Linked DNA regions of Gossypium hirsutum: region 1 is linked to region 2. A link is a contact called in public Hi-C data. All regions are on one chromosome and are shown on one strand. The core of a region is the stretch at or near the end of the contact, and the rest is flanking DNA. Distances in the headings are between cores, read along the strand shown.

Region 1 (5,059 bases), core at 1,188-3,687, 100 kb before region 2:
GAATATGAGGATGTGTAATTCATGCAACCCTTCAACCGATATGAGCGGTTCATGCCCCTGTAGAGAAAACCCAGTTAGTTACAGTTCAACTGATTCAAGGAAAAAAATGTTGCATTGAAAAAGAACAAAAAAGTAATTAGGAAGACTAAACCAGAAAAGGCTTTTTCTTTTTTTTTCCTCGAAAAAATTACAAAAATGCCATCTATAACGCCAGTTTGAAACTGTAAATGATCAAACATCACTTCAATAGCTTGTAAACCAAAACTTAAGTAGAATGACAAAAAAGAGACTCAGATTCAATATTCCTAGCTTGTGACCTCAATTCTTGTGCAAATAAGAGCTTGAATGTGCTCACTGGTGGATCAGCACAAGTAAGGATATCATTTTAGGTGCAATCAGAAGCAACAATCTACTAGAAATTCATTTCAATAGGGGGAAAAATGAAAACTGAAAACTTAAAATTCAAGTAGGCATACTTGGTTAAACTTATTCGTTGCATCTTTCTTCAGAACAGCCCTACTTCATTTTCCCTCAAGCTGTTGTGAGAGGCAGGCAAAATTTTACAAGCCTGTGGACAAACTATGATACAGTGATGGAACTTAGAATAAGGCTGACTAAGGGTAGGTTTGGATGGGCGATTGGGTGCGGTGTGGTGCGTTTAGCCTACTTTTTGTCTCATACTACAGTATCTAATCTTACCGCCACCGCTGTTTTTACACTAACCACAGGTAAACGCACCGCCCATCCGAACTCAGCCTAAGTAGGTCAAGGCAAGACCAGACAATATGTTTCTAGATATATTGAATTCCATATAGCTTTATCATTGGTCTTCCTGGCACGCAACCCCTCTCCCCATGAAAAGGTCAATATTTTTTTCTATGTAGCAAACAAATTATTACTTTAGATGCTAGTTGACATATGGTTTTACTTTCTTTCTGTACATGAACACAAATAAACAATTTCTAGGAGGAAACAAAATTGGCAACACATGTGGGATCAAAACATCCAGTTTTCAACAAATAATTAGTTCATTATAATGATAATAAACGGATATGAATAGATGCTGGCCTAGGCTCACCTCCTTGCATTTAGGAGCAGTTGAAATAGTAGACAAAGATCTACGGTCAAACCATAACAGTCTTCGACGGTGTTCTTCTTCACTGCTTTCAGAGGTGTCTTTCTCACTATCAGATTTACAAGGCAACATGGTATTCGCAACATCTATAGGGATACAAATTCTGGCAATATAGCTCTGGCCAAAAGTGAGGAGCAGCGAAATGAAACCCAGAACCATCAGCTCTACAATAATCATGTCAATTGTGAAAAACTCTTTATTGGGACAAAGCAGCGGCATCTTATAGAAACCATAAAAGCAGCAGTGGGATTGAAATGGAGAATATTCAAGAAGCAACTTGTGTGTACAAGACTTACCAGCTTTAACCTTGTCCAGGGCTTCAAACAGAGCACTCTTGTGCCTTTCTGTGAACCACTAAATGCCACAAAAGAAAAAAAGAAATTAGGGTGGCAGATACAGTATTAGTGAAAGCTCAACATGGTTCAATGAAATAATAACACAATACTGCATTATTGGTACAGAACTATTTTGCAAAAAGAAGGAAAATAAAGAAGAAAGAAACACAGAATTTAAAGGAAGTAATAAAGTGAATTTAATTTCAAAACCGACAAAAAAAAACAAGGAAAAGGGAAAGAGGGATTACCGTTCCAAGTTTGTTAAGAACTGTTTCCAAGACAATAGAAATGATGATGATAACAGCACAAACCCCAGCCACCGCCCATGTAGGTGTCTGATCAAGCTTCCTCTCCCCTGAACTCTCGGTTGCCCCCATTACCTTTCCTCCCTCCATTGTTAACCATACCCACGAACAGTACCACAGCAACACCCCCTTCATTTTTTATATTCTCACAGAGCAAAACAGCAAAAAGAATGCAATCTGTATTGAAGACAGAATATTAATTTGGGTTTCCTGAAATTAAGAACAAAAAAGTAGTGGTGGTAATTACTTAAATAGGAGAAGAGAAAATACAAGCTTTGGTGTTGTTAAAGGGAGTGCTAAATAAATGGAGATTTGGAAGGAAGAAAGAAAGAAGGTTCAGAAATGGGGGCCTATGCTCTGCTGCACCACCGATACTGAGTCAAAAACCATGAATATGAACGCGGTTCCCAATTCTCAGTACCTGAAAGAGATAAGTTGGAATGATGTTTAGGTTAGGCAGCTAAAGTACGATATACGTTTTTGTTGATTTTGGGTTGAGCTAAATATTTAGAGGAAGTGAAGTCAATTAATTTTAATGTTATATGTCGATTTGGTCAGTTTCAACATTTCAGTTTTGAGTTCACATAAAAAAAAAAAAGGCGTAGAAAGTGGTAGCTGGGTGGATGGCATTGATTAAGGCAGGCAATGAATATGTCCAAATCTAGACATATTAGGCAACACAAGTTGTCCAATGAATAAATCCATTATGAATTTACATCCCAAATCCGCTGACCTGCTCTTTCTTTTTCATTATTGGTTCTCATTTGGAAAACATATATGATCATTAATTATTATTTTCTTTTTTTTTGGTTTGATTCTCAATTGTGGCCTAAGTCGCTGCGAGTGTCATACAGGTATGCACACCCTTTGCCTTGGTCAACCGTCAATTCCCGGTGCTTTTTGCTTTTTCTTTTTATTTTTTAATACGACTTTGGATATCTCTAGTGGTTACAACTTACCATAGCTGTTTGAAGATATTTATATATATTTTTTACAAACATAAAGTATTCGTTAAGAAAGAGACAGATCAAAATTTTAAAAAATACAACAATTGAACTCATGGGCTTATAAGTCGTCAGGGAAACCACTCCCAAACATAACAGCAAACCCTAATCACTATTCTACACATTGTCATCACCGGAAAAAGGAGGGAGAAACAGTCCGGGATGTTAAGGAAGTCGTAGACAAAAGAGGTTGCCCTTGATGTCCATAACGCCTTTGATCAGAGACCATGCCATGGCTAGCCATAAAAAAAACATCATTAACCACCATGGAACTAGCTAGGAAACGATGACAAAAGAAAAACCCAAAACCATTGATGTGACCTCAATCACTAGATGAGCAAAACTAGTCAATTGTATCCTAAGATCTATTAAACACCGGCCAACGAGGAATCAAAGAAGCGTCGATACCAACTAGTCAGAAAATCAGGGCCGCCGATAAGAAAACAAGAAGACCAAGCTCAATGTTGTGGACAAAAAGGGAAAAAACCCACACAAGGCGACTGGAGAGAGAAGCCTTTCAAATAAATTGCCAAAGGTTGTATAAGAGAGAGGGAGCAAAGTCTAGAAACTTATTGTGCCTAAAAACAACAAAAAGAAAGGAAATCAAATAATAGAGAAAAAAATGAATAAAAGCCACCACACTGACGAGAACAAAGAGCCTAAGGTTTCTTTAAGAAGTGGTAAGAGAGAATATATTTGTTTTTGGGTAAATTACACCAACAGTTACTCAACTTTGATGTAGCTGACAAAATAGTCACTATGCTTTCAATTCAGTCACTCAACTTTTGAAAAATAACAAATCAGTCCTACTAACCATGTCCCATTACAGACATAACAAAAAAGTGACCTGTCATCTGACCGGCTACGTTGGAGTGCTTGTTTTCGTTTAAGCAGCCCCAAATTAAGAACTCTAACTAGGCTGTAGAAGAAGAAGAGAAAGAGAAGAAGAAGAAGAAGAAGAAGAAGAAGAAGAAGAAGAAGAAGAAGAAGAAGAAGAAGAAGAAGAAATTGAGATGTCGCCCTTTTTCTTTCACGTTGCTCCATTTCATTTTACAGTTCTTCAAAATCCATTAATGTAAATCAAGCTTTTTCTCTTCTTTTGTCCATTCAACCAACCATAGAGATTTGAGAGTTCTAAGGGACAATTTTGAAAACATTTCTAAGAGAACTCATCAAATATGAAACAATTATCGATTGATGTTGGAGAAATTAGAAATTAGGGTTTGAGATTTGAGAATTTTTTAAGGTGAAAACATTTTTTTTAACCTCAAAATTTTGAAAATGATGACCCTTTTTTGAACTTCAACTAATTGTTATGGCTACCACACTTATTCTTCCCACAGCTCTAACTTACTGACCTTATTTTTCTTTTAATTAAATATACATTATTTTCTAGGTTTTCTTTTTATACTTGAAAATAATGGTAAGTGTTGTAACTTCACTTTTTAACCATCAAAGATTTCAGATGGTGGAGAAAGCAATTAACCTTCTCCCTCTTCAATTTTTTTCTAGGTCTTGCTTTGGGTTCTTATTTTTATGTAAATGAAAAAGAAATTAGGTTGTTAGTTTCTTAGGGAAATGAGAAGAAATGTGAGAAGAGGAGTAAGAAGAAGAAGAGAAAACAAAGGCGGCAAGCAAAGCAGAGGCAACAACAATGACTATGGTAGTGGTAAGGGTCAACAACCTTAAAAGTGCTATAGGTTTTGTTTTGCAAATTTTCCTTTTAATGGTTAGCTAAAGAAGAAGAAGAGGAGAAGAAAAAGAAGACCCTTATGCTCCTCATGTCTAACTCATGTCCAACGTGGCAAGTTAATTGGCCATGTCAGCTAGTTAACTAGCCACGTCAGTTGTCCCATTAAACCTATAACAAAAATGTTAATGGGTGACTGATTTGTCACTTTTCGATAACGTTAGTGACTGATTTGTTATTTTTCAAAAGTTGAGTGACTGAATTAAAAGCAGAGTGACTGTTTTGTTAGCTACATCAAAGCTGGGTGACTATTGGTGTAATTACCATTATTTTTTTATAGGGTTTGGAAGCTTTCAAAAGTTAAAAGAAATTAGGTAACTAGAAATTCATTTAAAAGTAATTATAGATTGGGATGAATGAAATTAAAATTAAAATTTTTAATTTCTTCTTTGTTTAAGTTCATTCAAGTCAAACCTAACATTTTCTTTTCAAAATATTGTGACTTTTAAAATATTTTCTAAACTAAGTGCCTTTAGAAACTATTTCTCAAAATATGAATTTTTTCAAAGGTATTTCAACATTTATGGATA
Region 2 (4,860 bases), core at 198-2,697:
GTAACTCATTACGGCATGACCCATTTCGATATTCATGTATTAAGTTTATGTTGGCCACACAAAAATATTTCAATAGAACCATTCCTTCAAGGCTCACCATATGTTCCATTCCTTCAAAGTTTGCCATATAGATATATATCAATCATTCAGAGTTTTCCATTCTTACCATTCCTTCTTTTCCAAAGCTCGCAAAAAGTGTACCAGCCTATTTTCAGTGAAATTTTTTTTGATAAAAAGATCCCAAGGTCAAACTTTAATTAATAGCAACATTCAATACAATTTCATGGATATCCGAAGGGTAATCCATATTAAAATTCATAGAACAATTATTAGTTTTGGCCCAAGTACAAAGAACATCAGTAGCTTTATTACAACTGCGTGGGGCCCAGATAAAAGTAAACTGAATAAAAAATGGGTTTGCTTCTGGATTTCCCGCAGGCGGTGGCCCAACATCGTCAGATCTTCCTGCCTCCTGTTGAAACGATTAAGAAGGCTTGCGCAGTCAGACTCCAATTTCACATTTTCCCAATTATTTGACCGAGCGAATTTAATGCTATCCTCCATAGCCTGCAGTTCCGCCCACTCAATATGCAACTCCTTATTCATATGGCCCATCTGCCCGCCATGAACAAAACCATCAGCATCCCTTGCCACCAAACCGTAGTACGCCTTCTTTTCATAAACAATGGCCCCGAAGTTAATTTTGATCATCCCCTGATGCAATTTTTTCCAGACTATTTTGTCAGGCTTTCTCGGGAGCAGCGGGTCCTCCATGAAGTTAAAATTTTGAAAATCCCTGCGCAACGCCGCTGCCCGTTCCTAGGTCACCTTAGCATCATCCTTGACTCCCTTGAAGATTTTGTTATTTTTGCTGTTCCACACATTCTAGAGAACGATGATGAAATCAGAGATCGCCTTGATGTCCAGCACTCTCGCAACATCCTCAATCCAGTCAACACATCGGAGATAATTTTCGTTTAGGAGCTTATTACCAAAACCACCAAAATCTAGCACCTTGCGAGCCTTCGGAAAATTTTTCAATGCAAGCATGAGGGTTTCCCTCTCTTTCCTTCATCTTGGATAAGGTTCGTTGAAGCCACTCTGGATACTAGATATTTTTCATACATTGGCAGATGTTATGGCCGAGTCTCTAGCAAAATATGCAAATTTTCGGGAGTGTTTTAAGCCTATAGATGATTCGCCAGAAAATCATATGAGGATCGAACCCGATCTATTTGAGGATTAGCCATAGGTATGCAGATTTAGAAAACACCCCATGAGGATTATGGAACCAAGTACGTCGATCTTCCAGACCATCATTAAGAATGGGGATATTGCAAATTTTTGTCCCCCATATTTTCCCCATAAATATTCGACACCCTATCCTTGTCCCAGCCGTCTTGGCTCTCGTTGAATAGATCCCTTACGAAACCCTCTTTAACCCAGCTTTTGTCAATGTAGATAGACTTGCCCGACAGTCCTTCAAAGCCCCAGTTGTCATGCCAAATTCTAATACTCTTACCATTACCGACAGTCCACACAAAACCCTCGGTAAGAAGTTTAATGGCCTGAGCATTACTCTACCACTTATAGAAGGGTTTATCCATGCACTTAGGGAGGAAGACGTTGCCATCAGGGAAATACTTTGCACTTAAGACCTTATAGCAAAGAGTGTCCTTACACTGAATGAGGCGCCACACCTGCCTTCCCAATAGAGCAACATTAAACAACCTTAAATCCCTGAAACCAAGGCCGCTCACTTTGGGATGACACAGTCGGTCCCAAGGCAACATGCTCTAGCCCCTATTCCTCTCCCTCCCTCCCCACCAGACCTGACACATCATGGATTGGATCTCCTCAATCACCCCTTTTGGAGCCATAAAGACCAAGAAAGCATGAGTCGGGATTGCTTGGACAATAGACTTAATAAAAATCTCCTTGCCACCCTTCGATAAAAGATACTTCGACCAGCTATTAATTCTGCTCGCAATATGGTCCACGATATTTTGGAAGATGCTCGATTTCTTTTTAGCCACAGGGATGGGAAGACCTAAGTAGCCGTCTAGCTTGTCCACAACTTTCATCTTTAGCAAACCCCTCAAGGTGTGACAGCCCAAAATTGACCCTAGTCAGGAAGTGGTTTCGGGACCGCTAAACCGAGTCACCGAAAGGTTTGAATGTGATGTTTATTATCTAGAATATGTAATAATGAATGTGTGAAAATTTCAAGCTTCGATTTAGTCGATTGCATGTGAATTTAGTCAATAGGACTTATATGAGAAAATTTTAAAATGTGATAGGTCAATGCATGAGGACCTATTAGTGCATGTGGAAGAAAAAGGGGACTTGCATGTCAAATTCCCCCTCCCTAATATGTAGTGGCCGGCCATGCTATGGGTGGAAACATGTCACCAACATGTTGTGTTAGTGATGTATGGTAAGGAAAATAAAATATTAAGCATGATAATTAAAATAAATTAAAGAAAGGAATTAAACAATGAAAAGGAAGGGTGATGAAAAAAAAAATGGTCTCATCCATACCCCCCCTTGTTGCCGTGAGTTGAGGAAAGAAAACAAAAAAAATGTGTGTTCATTCTTGAACACCTTTGGCCGAATAGAGGAAAGAAAGGAAGGGGAAGAGCTTGAGAAAATCGGCTATGGTGATTTGCTAGACTAAGGTATGTTTGATGTTGTTCTTGAGATGCATGCATGTTTTAGTAGTTGACTTGAGTTCAAAAAAACCCATGGTTCAATTTTGTGGATTGATGATGATTTTGTGTTTTGCCATTGATGAGTGCTTGAGCTTTTTGATAGTTGTTGATGAAAAGTGAAAGATATGTTAAAGATTAATATGTTTTGTGTTGAAGTTTTTGGTGATTTTGAGTAGTTAGGGCTAAATTACAAAAACAAATTTTTGAAGGACTCAAAGGTGAAATAAATGAGATGTATGGACTTATATGGGCACTAGGAAGATTCGGCCCTTAAGGAGTGTGACCAAACTTTGTGTATTTTGTGTTTTGTGGAATAGAGACTAAATTGTGAAAGTGCGAAATATTAGGGGTAAAAATGTAATTTACCCATTTATGCGTTATTAGACTAAATTGAATGAAAATATGTTAAATTAAGGCTTGGCAAGCTAGCTATTAAGGTGAAATGCTAATGTTAGTATTTGATTCGGTAATAATTTGTTTGGGGACAGCAGCAGTAAGGTGATTTTGGAAAATCGCCATAATTTGTAGGAGTTGAATTAGAAGCTGAGTGAATTATGCCATTAAAGCTTGAAGAGTCTATTTTCTTACAAAAGAAACTATGAAAACAAAAGAGTTACCGATCTTGAGATATTTGAAGTATTGTGGGGCTGAGTCAAAATGACTACTAGATTCCCTGTTCTGTTTTTAGAAAATCATTATAAATTGTACAAAAATGATTATAAGATAAAATTTATATGCTTAGACTCCTTAATGAATTCTGTAAAATGAGAAATTTGATTCGTAGTGAAGAGTGGTCAGAATAGTCAAACAGTGAAACAGGGGAAACTTTAAGAAAAATCTGGTATTGATTGGCCAAGCCAAAAATTCTGAAAATTTTATGGATGGAAAATATACGAGTCTATATTCAGGGAAAATTAACGGCTAGTGATTTGGAGTTTTGTAGCTCCAGTTATAAACAATTTACCGACTACTGCTCAGGAAAACAGCTCGTAGTGAATATGTGATTTTGTTGTAAACATTAATGAAAATTTGCCAATGAGTTATTTATTGACTATTATAAAGCTTACTATAATCTATGTGTGTGAAAGTCAAATCAATATATATATTATTCTGAAAGTAATACTTGAATAGTCGATTAATGACTATTTTAAATTATTGATTTGGCTCGAGGAGTTAAAGGAGGTGAATCGAGCAAAGGCAAAGAAAAGGTTATCGAGTAGCCGAGTTGGAACCGTCTTACCCAACACGAGGTAAGTCATTAAGCATGTAGTTGGTATTATTTCAATGGTCATAATGTTTATGTATTGATGCTGAATGGAATGAATAAATATACATATATATATATGTGCATGTACGTATGTGATGATGAAATTGTTGAATGAAAGAAAAGAGGTAAGATGTACTGAGTTGTCGATCTCGGCACTAAACGTGCGGGATAACCATTTATGACCATGAGATTGGCGCTAAGTGCGCGGGATTAAATTGTACAGCACTAAGTGTGCGATTTGACTATGTTGCACTAAGTGTGCGAAATGAATATGATGCACTAAGTGTGCGAATTGACCATGCGGCACTAAGTGTGCGAGTTTGACTATGTAGCACTAAGTGTGCGATTTGATTATGTAGCACTAAGTGTGCGATTTGATTATGTAGCACTAAGTGTGCAAGTTGATTATATAGCACTGAGTGTGCGGACTCGATATACATTCGTGAATCATTATGGACACTATGTGTGCGACACTATTGAGTCGATCGCGGACAGCGGATCGGGTAAGTGTCTTGAGTACATGGCTAATAGGTGCTATGCTTATACTTGGTGTTGAGCTCGGTAAGTTTGAACCTATGTGACAAATATACTTGAAGTCACGTACATAAAATTTATCGTAGGATGGGTGAAAGGCCGTTTAGTCGTTTGATTGTAACGAAAATAAATTGATTTATGAAACTGCTTCAATGTCCTATTGATGAGTATATGGAATGTGAATGCATGAATTGATATGAAATTGAATTGATAGGTTGGAGGAACTATGGTATGGTTCGGAATGGATGGAGTAATTAGCCTCGTTCCATTTTGTTTTCTCTTGTGATAATGTTATTGATGGATGGTAGTGCATAGCTTATGACTTACTGAGTTATAAACTCACTCGGT

What was found. A called contact is a pair of places that touch in the nucleus more often than the background predicts.
Region 1: a Hi-C map of leaf shows a contact between it and region 2, with 4 times the contacts expected there. The contact joins the promoter of LOC107941659 here to the enhancer-like site in region 2. A contact is called at or near these places in 5 of 34 Hi-C or Micro-C datasets (callus, hypocotyl, leaf and 1 more).

Annotation. Positions count from the first base shown.
Region 1 is chrD07:39,991,152-39,996,210 of Gossypium_hirsutum_v2.1, reverse strand. LOC107941659 (MLO-like protein 10) reads right to left here and starts at 2,437. Exons shown (of 16, transcript XM_016875235.2): 1 at 2,046-2,437; 2 at 1,719-1,952; 3 at 1,432-1,489; 4 at 1,079-1,299; 5 at 1-57. The coding sequence starts at 1,910.
Region 2 is chrD07:39,889,433-39,894,292 of Gossypium_hirsutum_v2.1, reverse strand. No RefSeq gene overlaps it. Among protein-coding and RNA genes, the nearest start is that of LOC121219633, 61 kb to the right of the region's middle. Within about 2 kb of position 1,447, at least 8 of the 9 cell types and tissues checked have an H3K27ac peak or open chromatin away from gene starts, as enhancers often do. A contact at or near this core is called in hypocotyl and leaf, where this site is marked.